Linked DNA regions of Zea mays: region 1 is linked to region 2. Evidence: chromatin contacts called from public Hi-C data. All regions are on one chromosome and are shown on one strand. The core of a region is the stretch at or near the end of the contact, and the rest is flanking DNA. Distances in the headings are between cores, read along the strand shown.

What was found. A called contact is a pair of places that touch in the nucleus more often than the background predicts.
Region 1: a Hi-C map of ear shows a contact between it and region 2, with 2.4 times the contacts expected there. The contact joins the promoter of LOC103633533 here to the promoter of LOC103633530 in region 2. A contact is called at or near these places in 4 of 25 Hi-C or Micro-C datasets (ear and leaf).

Annotation. Positions count from the first base shown.
Region 1 is chr7:180,611,744-180,614,953 of Zm-B73-REFERENCE-NAM-5.0, forward strand. It overlaps LOC103633533 (ubiquitin carboxyl-terminal hydrolase 24), which reads left to right and starts at 1,758. Exons shown (of 7, transcript XM_020540745.3): 1 at 1,758-2,169; 2 at 2,694-3,210. The coding sequence starts at 2,149.
Region 2 is chr7:180,372,993-180,376,600 of Zm-B73-REFERENCE-NAM-5.0, forward strand. LOC103633530 (protein CHROMATIN REMODELING 5) reads right to left here and starts at 2,105. Exons shown (of 31, transcript XM_020540744.1): 1 at 1,413-2,105; 2 at 293-979; 3 at 106-167. The coding sequence starts at 929.

The DNA of each region.
Region 1 (3,210 bases), core at 508-3,007, 240 kb after region 2:
ACCAAACACTTAGGTGTCTCTTGCTAGCTTTACAAAGCACTTAGAGAATTAAGAATAGGAAGGAGAAATCAATCCAAGCGACAATAGCAACAAAAGAACACAAAACACCCTCTCTCAAGTCACTAATGAATTGAGTTGATTTGGAGGCTTGGAGAGGATTTGATCTTTGGAATGTGTCTTGGAGTGAATGCTATTGCTCTTGTATTGAATGTGAACTTCAGAAAACTTGGATGCCATTGAAGGAGGTGGTTGGGGGGGTATTTATAGCCTCCAACTACTTCCTAGCCGTTGGCTGAGTTTGATGTCGATGGGCACACCAGACAGTCCGGTGCGTGCCACGTCAGCACGCCCGTTGGGGTTTGGAGCGTTTGACCGTTGGAGTCCTTTGTAAACTGCACTATTCGCAGAGTATAGTTTGAATATGAGTACGTGATGGGTAAGCTGCTGTAGACAACTGAAAAAACGACTGTGTCATTAAAAAACTAGTCGGTTGCCTGTGCGTTGCAATAGCTTACAACAATACCCACATAAACTATCCATAAAAAATCAAGATTTTTTATTGATTGTCTCCGCTCTCTATATAATATATATTTTTTGATTTGGCTAACTGGTGTTATTATTTACTCCATGCAATATGTCTTGGTACAACACGGCCAATGGAGTGAGCGATTAGAAGAGAATTCACAATGAATGACTGAACGAACAGAGATTATAAAATGACATAATTCAACCATACAGATACCAAATAAGAGAAAATTTGTGAGCTCAAGTTTCTAAAATAAGTCACATGAAATCAAACTTATAAAAAAGATAGATCAAAATATGGAGTGATTGCTAAAGTCAGGCATCAATAAAAACTGGATGCGCTCCATATAAATTATGCTACTTCATAACAATTACTAACGTTTAAAACCAACAAATAACCTTTCATTTTACTGTTAGTGTGACAAACCATTGTTGCTCAATCCAATTCAGCAACCTCAAACACCATGGAGTCCATCGCGTCAATGTGGTCTCAGAAACGACCTAATGCTGGTAAGAGCCAAGAAAGTCGTGTCGTGCTTGAGTTGTAGACTTGGCCCGTAGTGCTGGCCTAGTCCGACACGATTATATATTTTTATTTTACAAAAAACGTATATACATATAGACAATTTATATTAAATATTAAAAATATTTGAGCATGATGTTCTACTGGTTAGACAACTTCACCTAGTGTCTCTTGCCTTTCTTCTATCAGGACATGAGTTCGAACTCCACTTTCTGCACCGTTTTTTAACATTTTACGCTGATTTAATCAAATGAGCCGACGGGTTAACGGGTTGGCCCGACACAATCAGTAGACCGACATGAAGTGCCTGGCCACAGTTGTAGCCCGCGTGCGTCTAGCCCGTGCCGGACCACCGTTTGTCCACCTATAGACCGTTGAAACTGATGCTTTAAGTATAATATAGATATAGATATAGATATAGATTAGAAAAAATACTTGACAAGATTTTCTAGAAGTCAAGATTTTTTTGTGTGGGCTAATAATCTTGTCAAACATCTATTGACAATTTAAGTAAAAAGGCAAAACTCGGTATAGAACAATAAACAGTATTTTGAATGTTTTTAATTAATAAATATTCATAAAATCAGATTCAGGAACGGTCTTTTTTAGCACAGCTGCGATTCGAAGTTTAAAGCGAGTTTGTTGAATCAACCGCAAAGAAAAGCCCCACGTACATAATACAGCCCAAGCCCACGAATCGCCCGCCCGCCTGCCTGCCGCAACCTGCATTGACATTCGACAATAGCACCAATTCAAGCAACCCCCCGTCTCGTCCTCCTTCCTCTCAAGAGTCGAGACCCAGGCAGCCAGGCTTCCAGTTCCAGCCCCACCTCGCCTCTACCCTCCTCAAACCCTACACCACGCCCCCCGGCCCCCAGCCCCCGGCCTTCGCCCAACCCGATAGCGTAGCGCCGGCGCAGAACCGGACCCTGCCGTGCGGTTGTCCACCCCGCTCGGCGCCGCCCGCCGCCGCCGCCGCCTTTGATGTCTCCTACCTGCGACCTCGGCTTCCTCTGCCCCCGGTCGCAGAAGAGCTCCCAAGAGGTCCCCCGAGCCACCGCTTCCGGCGCCCAGCGATTGGCTTCCCCACCGCAGCCGAGATGAGCAGCGGCGGCGAGAAGGTACTATCCGCGTGCTTGCATTGACATCGTCATTTGGGCGTAATTGCGTGGTTTAACTGTCTGTACTGCTTGTCCGGCTCCATGGCGTGGCGCATTAAAGTGAGCCAGGGCGGTTTAAGGTTAGGGGCGCGGGCGAGTTGATTGGATTGAGGTGTTTTGTAGTACCTGGCACGACGATTAAATGCTATTGCTACCATGGGTGATGGGTGTATGAATCATACGCCCATTATCGGATGCATAAGCAATTAATTCATATGGTACAGAACCATCGATTTGGTTTAGATGATCGTTTGGATCTGGATCATTGATCAGTGCTTACACTATTCTTGCTCCCAAGGATTGCGTGTGTGAAGCATGTGGGAGCTGAAATTAAAGTTTTCTTAAACGTATAGAGCTCCTTTCCAAACGGCTCTCAGTACAACTGTTTTGATATGCAGTAGATTTTTTGCGTAAGTTACTTATTAACAATAAAATCTGCCCATGTTACCGGATTCTCTAATCTAGTTGCTCTGTCTATGATGCAGATGTTGTTGTTTGGGTCCTTTACGGAGGACGAGACTAAGTTGTTACAGGGTCAGCCCCTCAAAAGTCCAACTAAAAGTGTCAGCAAAGAATGTGAACGGACGGAGATCCAGTTTGGCACCCTGAACTTGTCAGTGCTGAATTTAGAGAAAATATCTACTTCAAGTGTTGTTCTTCCTGCAAAATCAGCAAAAGGGGAAACCAGTGCCATCACGAAGGAGAATGCATGCAATAATGAAAAGAAAGCTGCAGGGTCAAGCCTTTCAAACGGTGGACCAGTTCTGGCTAATGGATGCCCTCCTGTTAATGTTCCTGCTAACAATGGTTTATTTGAGAATGTGAAGACAGAGGCTGTTGTCCCACCAGTTATACCTGTCAAAATCATCAGCAATCCAACACCGCAAATGACGTTGGAGACGCATAAGGATGGCACCAAACCCACTGAAAGCAGAAAGTTAAATAAGGAAAGGGAAATTACTGAAAATGGTAGTCCAATTGTCGATAAACACATTGTTGCTG
Region 2 (3,608 bases), core at 855-3,354:
TGGTATCTGATTTTAGTTGGAGTTAAACAAACATGATGTAACGTCATCAGTTATCTATTACATTACAAATATGTGAACCAAACAGCACCTAAGTAAATAAATGACCTTATCAGTAGCTTTGTCCGTTTCGCTGTCTGGCTCAAAATCCACATCAGCGGGGTCGTCTTCTGCAGGTATAAGAAAAAAAATGCCGATCAACTTGGGTTTTAAGCTGTAACATCATGTATACAGACACAAATAAAGCAATAACACATTTATTTTGTTAAGCACAAGATCCCATATTTCAATATACCATCAGCGTCATTGTCATCGTCATTCTCATCATTATAGTCATCGTCATCATCGTCGTCATAAGCATTGTACTTTGACGCCTTCATTTGTCGTGAGCCAGATTTTGCTGCCCCACCAGAAGTGGAACAGCTTGATTGCTTCGTCCCGCCACGATGCAACGATTCAATCTGCTCCTCTCCGTCCTGCTCATAATAGTCATCGGAGAGCATTTCCTCAGCAGGCACCTCACCATTTGCCCTGTTCAGCTCATCATCCTCTCCACTATCATCCAAGCCATCATGCAAGCTAGCAGCATTCATTCCTCTACCACTATTCGATGGAACATCCTCGGCCATCTGTTTGGACCTGGAATCCTTCAGAAAATTTGTGCCCCATGGACCACCAGAAGATCTGCCTCCTTTCTGGATATGCTGCCCTGATGCCTTCTCAGAAGAGTACAAACCTGACTGGCCCGCCTCATATTGCTCTGCTTCACAATGGTAAGCATCATCTGCTTTCTCATTTAAGTTCCACTGCCTAGAACTCAGGTCAACATTCCCATCCTGAACTGACTCGTAGATGCCCTCATCTTCGGCCTTTTCATTCAGGTTGTACCCTCCTGAATCAGCCTTGCTCCCGGAGTTGCTGAAGAATGCCATCCCAGATTATGGCATTATATGGAATACCTCTCACAGGCTCAGTATCACTCCTGCAGTTCATGCAACGAAGTCAATTCAGAACGTGGCCAGTGATCAATATGCCGTGCCATAAAGAGGGCAATCCAACTAGAATCTAATCAATTTCTAATGCTTTTTGTTAGGGGTGATCATTTGAATGCCAAATGGATTAAAATTTTCAGGTGAGGGACGTGACTCGAGCCCAGCTCTAATCAAAATCGATCAGCAGAAGCAGAGATACACCGGTGAGCAGCCTCGGGTGCGTAGAATCAAGCTGAACTCTGAAACCCTAAATCCCAAACGCTTGACGCGCGGCCACGCAGATCGACGCGTGCGGCGGCCAGATCGAGCAGCCGGCGGCGCGGATCGGGCGGGCGGCGCTCGAAACCGGTGCCACATCACGCGGGCACATGCCTCGGAACCAACCACTGCCACAAAAAGCCGCGAGGTGGCAAGGGGACGCACCTTGTGCCGCGGCCGACGAGAGGAGCAGGAGGCGGCGGGCAGGCGGGCGGGGACAGGCAACGGGTGCTCAGTCCCCACGACAGAGACGAATGCTCGGACCGGCACGAGGCGGGTTTTTCTGGCTCGACGCGGGCGCCTATTTGTCTGCGCGATCGCCGTCGCCGGCGGCCGCGGGGCTGGCGGCGGGAGGGGAGCGAGAGGGGCGGGGCGCAACGCCCGTGCGATTTATTCAAACAGAACCGGGCGAATTTCCGCGATTTTTTGCGGTATTTTCCACGATTTTTCGTCTAGGATTCGGATCGAAGGCGGGGACAGGAGGGGGGCTAGACGGCGGCGATCGCCGGAGACGGGCTCCCGGCGGGGAGGCGCGGCGGCGGCGGCGGCGGCGCGCAAGGGAGAGGGGTGGTTATCTAACACAAGGGGGTAAGGGCGATTAGGAAGGGCAGATAAGTTTTTTCCCCTCTCTCTGTATGTCTCTCTCTCTCCGGCTCTCGCCTTTTCGCTTGTGTATTTGTCTCGGTCGCGTTGGGGCTTGTAACAGAGTATTTCGGGGCTCGCTTGCTCGTCTCTGGACGCCTCTGAATTCGTTGGTGGGACCAACCAGTAAGCGACGCGTATATGTGGGGTGTGGCCGTGTGGGAGCCGTCCGCCTCGGCGGCGCCCCGTCACTGGTGCTTTCTCTCGATGGCGTGTGGGGTCGGGATCGTGGTGGGGGTGGGGATATATTGTCAGTGACTGCCATCCTCGTGGGTGTCGCGACGTGCGTTGGTGTGCCACGCGGCGTTCGTAATTTCTGGAGGGTTCACGGCTCCATGGTTTTTGTTTGTTGCAATGTTGCTTCTCACCCAGGGACACACCCTTTGGAATAAATAATAAACTGTCATTATCTATCATGGTCTCTGTTATTTGTCTCAATCTCGCTATCACTGACATCTAACACAATCTAACACGTTATCAGCACTGCTCGCAAAATCAAGGAAGAAGACAACAGATCACTCGTAGTTGAAGAAGGTTGAAGGTATGGAACCTACCATTCCTCTCTATATTCGTTGTTGGAAAAAATGCCATCAGTGGCTACAATTGTACAACCAGAGGGCGTTGTGATGGCACGGCCCAGCGCGAACCAGCCTCGGCCCCCGCACAAGGGCGGTGTGGGCCATCAACGGCAAGGCCACGCGCAGGGCAGCGCGCCTCGGCCAACCGCAGCACCCTACGTGATGGGACTGACTGTACAAGGGTCATGGGGCTCCCGCACAGGGCCTGCGACCTCCCTGCCAGGGGCGTGGCACGAGGCCTACAGCCTCCCAGGCGCGTGCTCGGCCACGGGTGAGCCCCGAGCGACCCCGTCGGCGTGTGCAGCGGCTCCCAGGCACGGGCGCGGCCGGCTCCGGCCATCTGGATCCTGGTTGTCGCCTCGGTCTGCTTGGACGCGGCCTGGGCGCCTGCTCGGATGCGGCGTGGCTGCCCGCTCGGGCGCGGCGCGAGAGCCCGACCAGGGCGCGGCTGGTCCCAATGCGGGCGCGGTCGGCGCAAAGACGTGGCGGCTGGGCAAACCGCCCTGGTGGCGGCAGCGACTGGGCATGGGTAACCCTAAGGCTGTCTCCAGCAACAAACTCTATACACTCTTGTACGCTAAATTTAGCGATCCAAGCGTTCGCTACATCCTCCAGCAACGAACGGTAAACCAGTCGCTAAAGTACCGGACGATGTTCGTACACGCTATTCTCAGCGATTCACTGTGTGTCCGCTATCTGTCCTTTCTGTGAAATCGAGCGTGGACTTGGGAGGTGGCAACGGCGGTAGCGATGACCGTGGAGCATGGCGTCGTCGACCAGCAGCGCATGGTGTCGCTTCATCCGGCCAAACGCGAGCATCGATTTCTTGGGCTTGGTTGGAGAAAGCAGCCGGCAGACGTCGTTGGGTGGAGAGGCGGCGGCGTTTGTAGCAGGAGGCCGAGTGAAGGTGGCGCTGGCCATGGACAGAGATCTGAGGAGCGGCGGCGGCCATGATTGGAATCGAGGAGCGACGGCTTGGTCTGGTGTAGTAGGTTGTAGCGTGTTCGGCCAAAGAAAAAAACTAGGTGGAGGACAAGCAAACGGAAACAGCCAAAAAACATGAACATACGGCTTGTTATTTGTTTTTAATTAGTATATACACTCAAACAATTGACGTAGTGATAAATGTTAATTAGGTTTT